Regions from separate parts of the Hordeum vulgare genome. Here all the other regions are linked to region 2. A link is a contact called in public Hi-C data. All regions are on one chromosome and are shown on one strand. The core of a region is the stretch at or near the end of the contact, and the rest is flanking DNA. Distances in the headings are between cores, read along the strand shown. Region 1 holds the start of LOC123440345 (succinate dehydrogenase subunit 4, mitochondrial-like). Region 2 holds the start of LOC123440335 (receptor-like cytoplasmic kinase 185). Region 3 holds the start of LOC123440323 (lipase-like).

The links. A called contact is a pair of places that touch in the nucleus more often than the background predicts.
Region 1: a contact with region 2 is called in a Hi-C map of seedling, with 2.7 times the contacts expected there. The contact joins the promoter of LOC123440345 here to the promoter of LOC123440335 in region 2. A contact is called at or near these places in 1 of 6 Hi-C or Micro-C datasets (seedling) and 1 of 1 datasets of contacts at active chromatin or transcription factors (embryo).
Region 3: a contact with region 2 is called in a Hi-C map of seedling, with 2.2 times the contacts expected there. The contact joins the promoter of LOC123440323 here to the promoter of LOC123440335 in region 2. A contact is called at or near these places in 2 of 6 Hi-C or Micro-C datasets (leaf and seedling).

What each region holds. Positions count from the first base shown.
Region 1 is chr1H:398,814,288-398,817,536 of MorexV3_pseudomolecules_assembly, forward strand. LOC123440345 (succinate dehydrogenase subunit 4, mitochondrial-like) reads left to right here and starts at 1,299. Exons shown (of 3, transcript XM_045116920.1): 1 at 1,299-1,538; 2 at 2,805-2,906; 3 at 2,997-3,249. The coding sequence starts at 1,371.
Region 2 is chr1H:398,685,074-398,688,302 of MorexV3_pseudomolecules_assembly, forward strand. It overlaps LOC123440335 (receptor-like cytoplasmic kinase 185), which reads right to left and starts at 1,340. Exons shown (of 5, transcript XM_045116910.1): 1 at 922-1,340. The coding sequence starts at 1,030.
Region 3 is chr1H:398,462,363-398,465,340 of MorexV3_pseudomolecules_assembly, forward strand. LOC123440323 (lipase-like) reads left to right here and starts at 1,680. Exons shown (of 10, transcript XM_045116900.1): 1 at 1,680-2,002; 2 at 2,409-2,482; 3 at 2,611-2,676; 4 at 2,803-2,850; 5 at 2,934-2,978. The coding sequence starts at 1,936. It overlaps LOC123440314, which reads right to left and starts at 1,333. Exons shown (of 4, transcript XM_045116891.1): 1 at 1,185-1,333; 2 at 962-1,111. The coding sequence starts at 1,271.

The DNA of each region.
Region 1 (3,249 bases), core at 49-2,548, 130 kb after region 2:
TTCACTATTTTGAAACTTTTCATAAAAATCGTCTATTCACCCCGCTCTAGTCGATAACTAGCACTTTCAAGCCACCTTCCCTCTAAATTCATTTTAAGCCATCATATGCATCAGTTTCCGCAAATATGAATGTTTTCAAACACTACCGAAATTATAGGCTTATCAAGAAATAAAATAAAAATTGCTGATGAATTTCGCACGAACAACTATCTTTTGGAAATCTTGGTGTGTGACAACTTGATCAACTAGCATACTACATATCGTCCTTTAACAATTTGATTGATGGACTGATGCATATGCACACAACAAACCCACTAATAAAGTTATTCAATAGAATAAAATAGTCTAAATTAAACAAGGATTTAGTTTGAGCAAACCTGGTGGACAAATCGGTGATGCCATCACCAGGGCCTTGGCCACCCGGTTTTTCTGCTTGTGCATTGTGATTTATGACTTGTCGAACGCCCAATAACCAACAAAATCCAACCAATTCTCTGTGTGGGAAAAGCTGCGGGCTGCATCTCTAGACAAGAAACAGAGGGATCAAATAAGGCAACGCAGCTAGCCTTCGTCTCCCGACGGCGACACCCTAGTAGATCGATGGATCGGCAACCTGTGTAGACCGAAACTCTGAAAAGGCTTAGTTTGAAAGATTGAGGAGGAGACCCAGTTCGGGAGAGCCAGGGGCTAGCTGACCAGGCATAATTTTGTGTTAAATGAGAAAAAAGAACCCAAAATAAAAATATACAATATATTAGTCCAAAACCGAAAGGGCTTGGAATTTGGATGCCATGTGCGGTCACATATCCATCACACGTCCATGGATGGTCGTGGGTGCACGCGTCTTTAACGTACTAGATAGTATCACACGTGATTGCAAAAATTTAAGCCAAAAAATCATGCGAAAAACAATAAAAAATACATACAATCATGAGATAACTTCTTACGTGGGAAACACATACTCACATAAGGCTTCACGCCAACCAATTACTTGAATGTATGTTAGTTTGCTTCTTGGATGTTGCCTACGCTCTCTTTTGCATTTTTGGTTTGTACAATTGTGAGTGACATCATGCATCCTTATCATGATCCATATATATGTGTGTAATTTGAATTTTTTGGATGGACAGTTTGAATACGAAATGGACGTTTGAAAACTTCCATAGCAGATGTCTGAGTAGGCCCATTCATCTTCGAGCTTGCATTCCGAAGCCCATGCCAGCCAGAATCGACCAGAGCCCGGGCCAAATCAGCAGTACGTACTTAATCCCGTGGGGGCCCAACACGAGCCCCACTCTCTCGTTCCCTCCCGTCCTGGCGATCACACGGCAGCGAACAGGGACACAGGGTAGCCGACGCGAGACATCGCCATGGCGTCGCGATTCCTCGCCCGATCCAAAACCCTCGCCCTCGCCCTCTCCCGCTCGGATGCGGCGCCGGCGCCCCTAGCCGGATCCCGCGCGCTCTCCTCCCTCCCGCGCTACCCCGCCGCTGCCGCCTCGTCCCCGGCGACTGGATCCCCTCCTGGTCTCGGCAAGGTTCGTCCATCCACCCTTTCTGCCCCACATTAGCGCGTTGTCGTGGTATACTTGAATGCGTGCTTTATGCCCCGTTCCGTGTCTTTGTTCTGATGCTCTGCCGTGTGGATATTTGGTTCTAATAATATACGAGTAGTATCTCATCTGAATACTGCCCGTGCCATTGGATCTCGTCTCGTTCAGCGTGAAAGATGGATAATTGTTTTGGCAGATTGGAACTGTGCTATGTACCAATTAATATATCGTATCAGTGTGTGTGGCTGTCTTTTTTCGAATCTATCGTGGTCAGGGTAGCGGTAGACCTGCGGAAGGGTAGATTAAAAAAACAACATCTCAGGGCTTTGATTTGCGAGCCTGGCATGGTACCTGGTTGATGTTAGAGGTCTCTCTGGATGCAATTAATGTACGAGGAACAACAATGGCACTATGGCAGTCATACCTGGAATCTCCAGGTGCCGTCCCTAACGAGTCGAGCATGCTACCACACAATATCAGCTAATTGCTAGAGTGACTCTGATGCAATATGCTTCCAATACAAGCTGATTACGCTTTAAATGTCAACATTCAATTTCTATGTGCCACAATCAAGAAATCTTCTGCCTAGCGATGCCAAGATTTCCCATTAGCTAAAGTTCATTTCATATTTTATTGGCTAAAGAGAAGTAGGTCAATTAGTTGGCTGACATCAGTTGATCATAGCCTAGGTGATTTTAGCCATGAATATGCTAAAGAGACTGCCCCCTGAATTTCAGTGGAGTGCTCCCCCACCCCCTATCTCGCATCCTAATTCTCTACGTTAGTTAGTCCATTAAATACGTAATTAGTACTCCATAGCTCTACCATTACTCTTAATCCAGACTTGGATTTGATCTCGAAAATTTCCTTTGTCTGAATAATACCCCCAAAATTGTTCCTGGTTCTGGATATGCTCTTTCTCTCAGTTGACCGTGTGTTGATCTATAAGTAGCGATTGAAGCTTTTCGGATTATTTTTTTATATAAAAATGACAGAAAACTCTGTGTAGCTCCACTCTGTATCTCATTATGGTACCGGAAACAAACAGAAAATTCTGTAACGAGGTAATTTTGTTTGCTGGCTTGATTAATGCGACCCATACTTTTTCTTTTTAAAAATCAGGCTTATTTAAAATTATGAACTTGCTGTTCTTAGTGGTTTCTTTTATAAGCATCTTTCTTTTGTTCAAAAAATGCAAAGTCTGTTGTGATTTAGTTTGCTTGGATCTTGTGCCTATGTACATGTGTGTAGGTTCTGGGACTTGAGCCGACATCACACCTCAGCGGCACACAGTTTTTACCGCGTTGGTTTTCTACTGTAGCATCCAATGGATCTGCTATGCAGAATGCACAGGTTTGTCACAATCCAACCAGTGCTTGTTTTCCACTAATGATGCCACTCTATGCTAGATGTCCATGAATCTGATGTTTCCAGTTCTGATAGGTCTCAGAGACATGCAAATCAGTTGCTGGAACAGGACACTCTAATGCACTAAAAGTGACTGAAGGAGCCTTCCCTAAAGTCGCGGCATTCAGCCCACTAGAAGCAGCTGCTAAACCTAGAAGCAGTCCATTGACAAGTGAAAGTTCTAAAGTTAGGCGATCAGAGATAGCAACAGGTGTAACCTTTTACATGATCCCAATTCTGCTTCTTTCCTCAAGGAACAGCATGAGTACATCTCTTATGGTCGCGGCAG
Region 2 (3,229 bases), core at 90-2,589:
TCACAAACCAGTACTTCTTGGATAGTTTTGGTGGTAAGTTTATCATAGTGAGAGGAAAATAAGTACTCCCTCCGTCCCAAAATGTAAGATCATTATTGACACTATGATAATGTCAAAAATGGTCTTAAATTTTGGGACGGCGGGAGTATCATCTATCACTTCTTTGATACAGTTTGGAGGTTGTACCAGGACCATCTACCTTTTTTCAAAACAAACATTGGTGTCCAATTTGTTTGTTAACAGAATTAAGAGAATGAGTCAAATAGAAAGAATCCTTTCAAAGTTCAACATTTAACCATACGAAATAAACATAAAAGGCACTTCCTAAAGGGAGCTAAACCTCAGTCATCCATCCTTTTTATTTTGTAGTCCCTAGGGGATTCCAAGTAATAATCTAATTAAACGACTTAAGTCTCAACAGATGTCCTGCCAGACAGTTTATAAGGCAGGCACGTTCAGACATCCTCAGCATATGGCACTTCTGTCACTCTACCGAGTCGGAAATTGTAATCATCATAAAATAACCACACATCAGTCCATGAACATATAGTCAAAGTGCATCACTTCTATGTTTTGTAAGTTTCCAGAAGCAATAAACCTATACAACCGATCCAAAAACATTACTCTTAAGAGTCCTCAAATAAGGCAAAGAGATACCGCAATAATTCATGCCATCAAATACACTAACATGAACACAAATCCCCCCAATACTACACGACGTTGCTCTCTATCTGAAGCTTCCACTACATGGAATACGTGTTAAAAAGATTTCTGGGGACAAGGGAGGTTGGCACATTTCTTAGTCTGATCCACTCAAATCTTGACACTGTGAGCATCAGCTGATTAAACCGGAGAAAATTAAGGACCATTTCCCAAAAAATAAACCAGCCCAAGATCCAGCCTTCCGCCCAAGAACCACACCTGATCCGACCCCGGTGGCGCGGCGATCCGACGGAACGTCCTTCTGCGCGGTTCCCTTCTTGACGGGCTCCCCCTTGCTGCTCGACCCGAAGCACGGCAGGCACCCCATCCAAGAACCTCCCCTCCAGGAAAAAGATCAAGAAAAGGACGGCGGGGACCGACCCACCAGAGGAAACGGGGATCCCTCCCCGATCTGGGGGCGGAGGCACTCCGAAAATCCGATCTTTGGAGGATGTGGAGGGATTTGGATGGGATTTGGGAGCGGTGGGTCGGGGAATTTGGGGGGAGGGACAGGGACAGAACTATTGGGAGAACGGGCAAGAGAGAGAAAGCGAGGAGAGAGAACAGGATGACCGAGGTCCGAGGGCAAAAGTCAGCTCATGGCCGACTGAGGAGTGAGGAGAGGGAGAGAGAGTAACTCTGTGGAATGCACCGTCCCTCCCCGACTTGCAAATTTGAATCGCTGGTTCTTTTTCATCCGCAAGTTTTAATTTATTTATTTTTCGAGAATCAATGCATTGCATTAAACAGGAAGCAAAGACAAATCGCTCGCCACTAAACCGGATACATACGGATCGAGTCCGGACAGACTCTCCGACCATCAGTACACCTCATGCAGCAAAAGTATGAGCAACCTGATTGCAAATTCTAGGACAATAAACAAACCTACATTCAATAAAATTACAGCGAATGAATTCCTTCAGTTGATCAACCACCATGCCAATACAAGAAAGGTCAGTCCCGTCTTCATCCAGGGCCTCCTTCAGCAAAAGAGCATCCGTCTCCACATACACTCGCCCCATTCCCATCTCACACGTTATCTGAAACCCAGCCACCGTTGGAAGTTTTGATTTTGCTAACCTGGTAATAATTCGTTCGGCATTTAAAATGGCATCTGGTTTTTATGTTGTTGTTAAGTAGTATAGCATACTCCTTCTGTACCATAATATTTATTGTCCTCAATAACAAATACTTTCTTCGTTCTTAAATATAAGTCTTTTTAGATGTTTCACTAAAAGACTACATACAGATGTATATAGACATAATTTAGAATGTATATTTACTCATTTTGCTTTGTATGTAGTCTTTTAGTGAAATCTTTAAAAAGACTTATATTTAGAAACATATTGAGTATTTAGGAACGGAGGAAGTACAACTCTAACCGATCCCCTATATATAACCAAGTAAACCATTGATAAAATATTTGTATTCCACTAATATTTGACCAGACCTAATCGATCCCCTATATTTAACGGAGTAAAAGTTAAATTTACATAAAAGTTCAACCTATTTCTGATTTAAACAGCCAAAATTGAAAATATCGTCTTGACAACCAAAATTTAAACTAAAATTAAACTTAAAACTAAAACTAAGCATAAACATAAACTTAAAACTAAACTAGTCTTCAGCATCGTCATCGTTGCCATTGGCAAGGTCGAGCCAATCTTGCCTTGTCATCCCACCGTCCATTGGGTTGGGGTCGGTGTCGTTGTTGCCGGAGTCGGAGAAGATGCACCACTAAGGGTGTCCCGGACTAGGGGGGGTACCAGCCCGAGGTGTTTAGCCCACACGGGCCAAACTAGGGTCTCTCGAGCTACCACGTAAAGGACGGTTGAAGTATCAAGACTTGCTCGTGCATAAGATGGAAACTGCCGAAGACTTGATGTACACTCCAAGGATAGTTTTGTATTCGGCATATCAGTAACAAACCTAGCATGTAACCTAGGTACCCCGGGAATCTACATAAGTTTGGGGGTTTGGTCCTACAGGGGACAATTACTCACTTTAGAGTTTAGAGCTTACACAAACGATCTCGAGGTAGATCATCATCTTGTACTCGATACCCCATCATCAATACAATCAAAGCAGGACATAGGGTTTTAACTCTTCGAGAGGGCCCGAATCTGGGTAAACATCGTCTCCCTAAGTCTCATGTTACCATTGTTCCCAGATCCACACCTCGGGACCCCCTACCCGAGATCAGCCGACTTTAGTACCGACATTGGTGGCCAATACAGGTCCGCTATGTGATCGGCTCGGAACAATGGAGGCGTCAATCTATGACCAAAACCTGAACAGCGTATATTCTGCGCAAAAATTCCCCATCGTCGGATCAACCGATGGGGGAAACTCATCGCACCTCCTCCCTCGTGATCTGAAAAAGGAAGAGGAGGAACCCATACATGTGCTTCAAGCACCTTCTCCGGGCATGTTCAAAGGCCTCTTAGAGCCAACATATCAGCCGAATGAAACCAACGAACCCGATCGATCTAAAGGATCCAAGGGTTCGGACATCCTGATTAATTCA
Region 3 (2,978 bases), core at 430-2,929, 220 kb before region 2:
TGTTGTGGAGACTCGACGTCCAATGCGCGGAGATGGACTCGCGCAGGAGGAGGATGCTGTCTGGTGCCATGGTGGCGTCGACGGCACAGAAGCCTGGCAAGGTCGATGCGTTAGTTTGCTCTGAAGTTGGATTGGTGCAAGATGGCAGCGACGACATATGAGAGTGTGGCAGACCAGTTTGTGTCCCAAACCTAGTATGTGGCTTGGTTGGGCCCTCTGACTTTAGATGTTAGGCTTTTGTGCGATGTCTGTTTGGTATTAGGCTCGGACCATCGACACCCTTCAATCATGTGGTTAGGAGTAGCGACAGATGTTGCTAAGATGGTGGCTTCAGACCACCTGATGTACTAATAATCAATGAAATGGCTGCATGCATCTTCCAGATGCAAGAGGCTGGGGGTAATCCTCCTTTTCTTAAAAAAAAGCCTATGAAGAACACTGCATTTTAAACTGACCTGAGACATTTTAAACAGTTCCGTATAATATTCCGGCTAAGAGAATGCCTATTGGCTCTACACAAAAATTGGACCTTAGACTGAACTATAACCCAAATTCAAGTGCGTCTTTCCTCCAAAAAAGCAAAGACGTATTTTAGTAAGAAACTCATGAATTGTCCTAGTATGACATTGCGACAAAATAACTCCTAGTTGACGTACGACAGTGAAATTAGCCTCACATAAGTTTCTGCACAGAATCTAACATGACACACCGACTTAGTAGCCTAGCAAACAACGCTGCAGGGTCTGAAAGCCCTGAATAAGGATTAGACTGAACTTGTATAAGCAATAATCAAGTGAAAGCAGTACCAAGTGCCCAGAGCTACATCAGATTTGTTACTTGTATGAACTAGTATAGTCGTTCAATCGAGGGCACAGGCCACATGAACTGTGAATCCAAGAGAAAAATAAGTTGGGGGAATGGACAGGAGAGCTGTATTCTGGTCTCTGCAGTCTGTACCCACCTGCGCGCGGGAAGCCCCTGCCCCTCCGGCCGCCATGGCGGCCGCGGTGGCCGGCCAGCGGCGGCGGAAGAGGCCCTCCCACACGAAGTTTGCGTCGCAGGCGCGGCGCCAGGACCGGGAGCATCCGCCGAGAGCGCACACGTCGGCCTCCTGAGCACGGCTCGAGCCAGTCAACGAGCGAGCGAGCTACGTATACAGAGAGAAAGATGAGAGAGAGGCGCACCTGGAGGCGGGAGGCGACGGCGATGGCTATGTCGTCGGGGAGATCGTCCCACCTCCCCTCCGGCGACGGAGACGGCGAGAGCTCCATTCCGATTCCCCTCCCCTCTGCCCCCTGATTCTGGAATGGAGTGTCAAGCTTACGTAGCTGCTTTGTGTCGGGGAAGGGAAGCGGCAGGACTCGGATCTTTTGCGGCCGCGCGATCGGTCCACGTCAGGGCCACGTGGAAGGAGAGCCTGGATCGCACGCGTACCCCCGGGATTCTCTGTGGCCGATCCGTCTCGCGCCACACCTCTCCCCCTCCTTATTAATTCCTGACGGCGACCGAGGTGGACCAGCACGCCACCAGCGCTAATAATCAATCAACTTTTTTTAAAACGTGCCGTGTTACCGTGATCCGACTGGTTTATTAGTGTCCGCGGGTTATTTTATTTTACCACCCCCCTTCAACTTTGTACCATATATACACGAGTACTTGCGTATATTTTCTTTCGAAAGTTTCGCTTGCCCACCCTAAAAAAAAAAAAAAGGTTTCGCTTGCCCTGCACTTCTCCAACCTCGAATATTTCTCTATCGGAGGCCCGACTCGGCGCGCTCCCCCTCGCTGACCCTCCCTAATCATTGATCGATTGTCCCCTCGCTCGATCCGGCCAAGGTTTCTCCCGCCGGCGAGGAGCGCGCACACCGAATCTGGTCCGGGGGGCGGAGTTTGCTCCGCTCCGGCTCGGTGTGTTGGTGGATTCGGTTCGAGGGGATGGAGCGGCGGCGGTGGCTGCAGGCCGCGGTTCTAATGTCCTTGCTGCTGCTTTGCTCTGGGAGAGGTACGGCTGCTCGCTTTTCTCTCGCCTTCGGAAAATACCGTGATCCGACTGGTTGCAGCCGGATGTCGGAGACCCTTGTTGCCGGTGAAGCTTTTGCCTCGGGTTCACGGCAATGTCGTGCCTATGTTCAGGAATCGATTAGGAACTGTTTTTTACTAGAACAACCGAATTAGGACCTAGAACACCATTATCTACCAGCCGTTGTTTGTTCACAAGTTCACGGCATGTTGTTTCATACTTTGACTCCTGTTATGTGCACAAACTTCAAACTTTTTATATGCTTTTATGCATACCTTGTCATGCTCTGCAGTGACTCTTAGCCTAGCTACTCGGTTTTATTCTGTGTCATGATCGATTACTCAGTGGGTCATTGTATTCTCATGTTGGTCCTGTTTTCTTCGTTCAGAACTTAAGAGCAAAAGACAGGCGCCAGCATATAATTCCACTCTCGCCAAGACGCTTGCAGAGTATACTTCAGCAGTAAGTTTGCCTGTCGCCTTGTCTTCTTCATCATCCAATTCGGATTTGCTTACGGTGAATACATAGGATTTCTAGTGCAATATTTATCCAATAGTAACTGGTTTGAACATTGGTGCTGTTTTTTACAGGTGTATACTAATGACCTGTCACAATTATTCTCCTGGACCTGTGAAAAATGCGTTGACTTAACAGAGGTATTCTTCCTCGCCTCTTATGCACTAGGTTTGAAAGAAAGGGCAAGAAGATGGTTTTGTTTGAGATTTTTCATTGTTCATATGTAGCTTGGTGTGCTTGACTGATAGGTTTGTTTGATGACGCAGGGGTTCGAGGTTATCGAGCTGATCATTGATGTGAAAAATTGCTTGGAGGTTATTCCCTCTATCCATGATCTTTCTTTTTACCCTGAATATACTCTTCTTCTACATCGATGTTGATAGTTTTGATGAACCAGGCATATGTCGGTTTTGCAAGTGACATGAATGCTGTTGTAGTTGCA